2 separate regions of the Zea mays genome follow, and region 1 is linked to region 2. The links are chromatin contacts, called in public Hi-C maps. All regions are on one chromosome and are shown on one strand. The core of a region is the stretch at or near the end of the contact, and the rest is flanking DNA. Distances in the headings are between cores, read along the strand shown.

What was found. A called contact is a pair of places that touch in the nucleus more often than the background predicts.
Region 1: a Hi-C map of ear shows a contact between it and region 2, with 2.2 times the contacts expected there. The contact joins the promoter of LOC103626999 here to the enhancer-like site in region 2. A contact is called at or near these places in 2 of 25 Hi-C or Micro-C datasets (ear and tassel).

What each region holds. Positions count from the first base shown.
Region 1 is chr5:147,623,970-147,627,034 of Zm-B73-REFERENCE-NAM-5.0, forward strand. It overlaps LOC103626999 (protein ALP1-like), which reads left to right and starts at 1,759. Exons shown (of 3, transcript XM_008647354.3): 1 at 1,759-2,301; 2 at 2,374-2,599; 3 at 2,677-3,065. The coding sequence starts at 1,780.
Region 2 is chr5:147,472,406-147,475,398 of Zm-B73-REFERENCE-NAM-5.0, forward strand. LOC103626998 (ubiquitin carboxyl-terminal hydrolase 15) reads left to right here. Exons shown (of 14, transcript XM_008647353.4): 12 at 1-206; 13 at 605-666; 14 at 747-1,700. The coding sequence ends at 1,443. Among protein-coding and RNA genes, the nearest start is that of LOC103626998, 11 kb to the left of the region's middle. Within about 2 kb of position 1,271, at least 4 of the 20 cell types and tissues checked have an H3K27ac peak or open chromatin away from gene starts, as enhancers often do. A contact at or near this core is called in ear, where this site is marked.

The DNA of each region.
Region 1 (3,065 bases), core at 509-3,008, 150 kb after region 2:
TCTAGGTACAGTGGATTTGGACGACAGGGAGAGGAATAGTTGGTGTCCCTCTCGTGTTTGATTGCCTCATTCACGGGCGGCATTTTTTTACGTGCAGAAACTTCATAATCATAAAACATATAATAAAAATGCTAATATTTATAATGCGTAACAAACGTAAGTAGATTTGTTCTGCTATATGGTTTTACATTCAAGTTGTGTAAATATCTTAGTTCATAGGACTAAAGTTTAGTCTCTACCTTATTTGGTTACATGGAGTAAAAATATTTAAAACACATTAAATGACTAATAAGAAGTCTAAAATGCCCCCTTAACATTCTTCAGTCATTAGTGTAACCCAAATAAACGAGAGACAAAAGGTGAAATTAATACGATTTAGTTATTTTTAGTCACCCCTTGAGAGACTAGAGACTAAAACAGTTTAGTCCATGTACCCGGTTTCTAAGGAACTAGTTTTTTTAGTAAGAAGAGGGGCTAGCTTCTTGGTTTTTAAGAAACTGTGAATCTAATTTCTATAAATTGGGACATAAACTGGTATATTTGGAGGTTTCCATAAACCAGTTTCTTAAAATTGTTTGGTTCCAAACATGCCTTTAGCTTAGCCGCATTTGGGTAATAAAGCTAACGGTTTAGGTACAACTGAGAGCATTATCAAGAGTTATCAAAAAAAAATATCACCTTTGTATATCATCAAAAGCAATTGTTGGGAGCAGAAAAGAATGATTTTATCTGACGGTTTTTTGTTTGTTTTGTTTTGCAGGGATGGCCAAGTTGTGCGTATGTATATTTCCAGCAGTTGTTTTAGTGGTGTTTTCATAAATACACATCATCTTTCTTCTTGCTCGGAGCAGGAGCACACAGCTTCGTGACGGAGGGCTTGGACTCCGACCTCGGCGCGCCAGACTAGTGCCTCGCATCCAAGCTAACTGAAGACTCGAACAGACTGGACTGGGATACTTAGGGCGTGTTTGGGAGGGTGGCCCAGTAGCCCGGTTGCGCCCGTTGGCTGCAACTAGCCTTGTTTGCAAGGCTGGCCCGTTTCGCGGCCTGGTTGAAACCAGCCAAAAGGCTGCCTCCTGGGTGGCTCCCAGGAAACGCGGCTAGGGTTCGTTTCCTGGGAGCGCGGCTGCGCGCGGCGCACTGGCGGAATGTGGCGGCGGGCGAGGTGGCTGGCGGGAGCTCGCGCGGGCTCGCGCGGGAATGGTGAGGTTTTCGCGCGCGCGGGAAGGAGCGCTCCGGTGAATCCTCTTGCGGCTATATATGGCGACGGTGCACCCTCCTTTTCCCCTCCTCTCGCTGCTCGTTCTTCTTCCACCCCCTCCCTCCCTCGTGAGAGACCGGCGGCGAGTGGTTGTGCGTCGCGGCTGCGTCCAGCTCCGCCTGGTGCCGGGACTCCGTGGCGTTGGGCATCTGCTTCGTCGCTTCGTCTCTGGTCGATCTGCTTCCTATACTTCTAGATCTGCTCCGTCTCCGTTGCTACGACCTTTACCCCAAGGTGAAATCAACCCCCAATCGTTCTATTTTCTGGTTCATGGTTCATGAGTTAGGGTTTGGTACAGTGTGTTGTTCATGTTATACCTGCTGCGAGTTTGATTTTCATGTGGTTTGCTTTGGATTTATATTAAATTGGTCGATGATGTTGTCCTTTACGTTCACTTGGAGGTATCATATAGATGATGCAGCCGTGTTCTTTTTCCTTACTGATTCATTTTGCAAACATGCTGAGGCCAAGCAGGGTATGATTAGATTAATTCTTGTATCATTGTTATATGGATGTAGATGGATCCCTCTTTGAGCCGCGAGCTGTTGTGTAAGCAAGCAGCTGCCTTGACAGTAGTGATGGTTTCATTTGTTACAACTAGGCTTAAAAGAAAAAGGTTTGATCCTGAAGTAGAGCCTGACCCTCTAGTCTATGTACTTAGGGAACAAAGTGAACTTCACAGACAGAGGACCCTCAACATGATTTACAACTCCACTGATGTAGAGTGCATTTCTATGCTTAGGATGAAGAGAGCCCCTTTTTTTGCTTTATGCACGACCTTTAGAGAGAGGGGACTGGTAACTGATAGGGAGGGGGTGTCAGTAGAGGAGCAAGTTGCCATGTTCTTGCATGTTGTTGGTCACAACCAAAGGTTCAGAGTTGTGCACCAGGCCTTTAGGAGGTCCATTCAGACAGTACACAAGCACTTTCATCAGGTTTTGTATGCTGTTGGAGAGCTTAGGAAGGAACTTATCAAGGCACCTAGCCCTACCACTCACCCAAAGATCACTGGAAGCTATAGATGGAATCCATATTTAAAGGTATTTGCCTACCTTGGGTTCATTAGTTGTTCATATTCACATGTTCATTTATCTTACATATATGGTTTTTAGGACTGCATTGGTGCCATTGATGGCACCCATGTGCTGGCAAGGGTGCCTAGACACATGCAGCAAGCTTTCAGGGGTAGGAAAACTAACCCGACACAAAATGTGATGGTTGCTGTGGACTTTGACCTCAAGTTCACATACGTTCTAGCTGGCTGGGAGGGGTCTGCCCATGATGCACTTATCCTGGCTGATGCCATTGAGAGGGATGATGGGTTCACTGTCCCACAAGGTAATTGCACTACCAAGTTCACATTGTAGGTAAATTCTACAATGTCACACAAGCTCACAGTAGATTTCACATTGTAGGTAAATTCTACTTGGTAGATGCGGGGTATGCATGCCGCACTGGCTTTCTACCCCCCTTCAGGGGGGTTAGGTACCATTTGAGTGAGTTTGGGAGCAGAAATCGACCTACCAATGCAAGAGAACTGTTCAACCTGAGACACTCATCACTTAGAGTAACTGTGGAGAGGGCTATAGGTGCATTGAAGAACAGGTTTCGTATCTTGGACAACAAGCCCTTTCACAAGTATAAGACACAAGTCAAGCTTGTGTTGGCATGCTCGATCCTGCATAACTGGATTTTAGGCTTTGGCATTGATGAAATAGTGCCTGATGAGGAGGGTTTCACTGGCACACAACAAGATCCACTAGATGACAATGGTAGCCAGAGCCAAGAATCCAGTGCCATGGCT
Region 2 (2,993 bases), core at 21-2,520:
AATATGGCAAGATCAACAAATGTGTTACTTTCCCTGATATGTTGGACATGGTTCCCTTCGTGACTGGGTCTGGTGACAATCCCCCTCTTTATTTCTTGTACGCCGTGGTTGTACATGTCGATACAGAAAATGCATCATTCTCTGGGCACTATATATCATACGTCAAAGATATGCAGGGTACATGGTTGAGAATTGATGATTCAGAGGTACGTTTTACAACTAGGTCTACTCTTGATAAGTAGACAAAGAATGTCTTATATATGAATTGCGAGAAATTACTATGGTCTCGTGACGTTGTGTTTCTAGATTAAAAGTGTAGTGTGAGGGTAGTGAACATTCCCATGAGCAGTTTTGATCATAAATGTTGTCCCCTTGATGCAGTTTTGGTGCCAAACATCTTTGGTTCACATAAATACATAACAGACCATTATGTATTTTACTCTGCTTGCATGGGATTGTTTCGTGTCGATTGCATATATCATGCGTATTAGTATGTGCCTTTTTCTTTTTAGGTTCTTATTGGCTCATTGAAATGAAATAGGAACAGGAAAAAAAACTCGAGAGTTTATGGTATTTATGGTGATTTATGTTGTTCCATATGTAGGTCCAGGTTGTATCAGTGAATCAGGTTATGTCAGAAGGTGCATACATGCTTTTCTACTTGAGGTAAATACAGCCAACTTGTGATGCATTGAACCTAAATTGTCATTTGTAAAGCAATCTCACATTTGTAAAACATGATTCAGGTCTTTTCCCCGACCACCAAGGATATACATCGAGAAGGGGCTGCCGGTTACATCCGCAAAGCGGCACACGTCGAAATCTTCCAAGGGCTCTAAACACGATCGCAAGCAGACAGAGTTACTCTTTCCTGCAAACGATCAGGCATATGGCGTCTATGATTTCAGACCCGATGGCGAAGGCTATGCCCAAGATCAGCATGCAGAGCTGAGGTCCAGAGCTTTCCATCACGCCGACGATGCCTTTGCAGACTCGGTTAGCGCGGACTTCTCGGAAGCGACATCAAGTGAATGGTCGCTGTTTACCAGCTCCGACGAGTCCTCGTTCACCACCGAGAGCACAAGGGATTCGTTCAGCGTCGTGGACTACGGAGACAACGCCGGCCTGGATCCGATTTCCTCCATATTCGGGCCAAGCTATGCTCCGGAGCACGGTGCTCCCGGCAGTTTCGTCTCGCGCACAAGGTTCTCACCTTCCAGTCCACAGACAAGGTACTTCTCGGAGAGCACAGGCTTTGTCTCGGACTCTTCCATGCCGGCCCACCCCCACGGCATTGTACATAGAGGAAGGTATCCGGATAGTAGGGCGTGCGCCTCTTCTGCGGAACCGCTTGCGTCGGCGGCGCATCAGCGGAGCGGGTATGGCCGGTACCCCCTTAGTCGAGATGGTTTTGTTCAAACATCTGGTTTTTGCCAAATGTAATCGGCTCACATTTCATTAGCTGTAGCTGGTGCATCGGCAGTTGCGGTTCTTAGCACTGCCGTTAATGCTGCCTCATGTTCTTTTATTTCAGATGAGGCTTATTGAATTTTTAGCTACATGTCGTTTCTAGGGGTAGCTCGATTCGATGTAGCGAAAAAAAGTTAGATTATGTCTATATGCAGGTGAAATTTTAGAGCATGGTGACAAGCTCTGTGGCAACCGTTTTCCAATGCTAATCTCGTAACCCTGGCTGCTGCTTCTGGTCTTAGATTAATGTATGTCCCAAGTGATTATTCCCCAGCTTGTTACTTTCTCGGAACGTTCATGCATTTCTTAGAGAGAACTTAGAGACCAAAGAATTGTCAGACGATCGACGGACTTAGATTGACTTATGTTTCTGATCGGAGAAAGTAACACCGGTCAAATGAGATTTCGTTTCAAATAGGAGGATGTTGAAAAACATAAGAACAAAGGGGGAATCATGAGTTTCAAATAGGAGCTTTGATTCTGGTTGGTGTAGCGGTTGTTAGGTACTGTTTGGTTTCAGAGTCAGTTCATGGAGTGGTTTCATTCATTTTTCCTTTTTGGAACTGAAAGCATCTAGGCCCCTGGTTGGTTTTAATGATTAATGACAACGTAATGTTATATGTGACTAACGTGTGTTTTGCAGAGACAAATGGTAAGTTAGGTCGTATTACAGGTAGAAGTACTACAACTGTGAAAACAATCCCGGAGATAAAAACTCGAAGCGACGGCTAAAACGACGAAACAAAAGGTGAAGTACTACGGAGTCCGAGTGTCAAGATGTGGACACTTATGATTTAGTTAGATCTTTTATTCTTTTTTAGTCGTACTATAAAGAGGGGTTGTCGATGAGTAGTTTGACCAAGAGAGTTCTAGTGTAGTGTTGGTGCACAATCACACTCACATATAGTGCTAGGTGTCACTCTAAAACTCACTCACAAGTTAGAACGAAAACTGATTTGAAAATCAGCTAAAAAACAAGAAATAGGGTTTCTGGCCTTGGGGCACCGGACTGTACGGTGTGCACCGGACTGTCCGGTGCACCATCTGCCAGGTGGGGCCAAGGTGACCCTGGGGAAGAGTTTGTTCGCCCAGAAACCCGAGAGCGCCTGTTCCAGAAATGAATTTTAGTGGCGCACCGGACAGTGCACTAGACAGTGCACCGGACTGTCCGGTGTGCACCGGACAGTGACTATTCACTGTCCGGTGTGCCATCAGTCCAACGGCTACCTGTCAGTGCGCCCGTGCGCAGAAAAGTGCTGGTAACGGCTAGTTGTTGGGTGAGGGCTATTTATACCCCCTCCACCCACCATATTCAATGTCTTGCAGCCCACATTAATTCCAGCGTATTGCTAGAGCATTGCAAGCACCAAAAGCCTAGTGAGGAGATTAAAGAATCTTAATCCCGCATTTGTTCCTCATTAGCGCTAGCGAGAGCCACCTAGAGCACACACCACTTGCATTAGGCTTCTCTTGGTCAAGCGAAAGTCTACGTCTTGTTACTCTTGGTGATCGGCATCACCTAG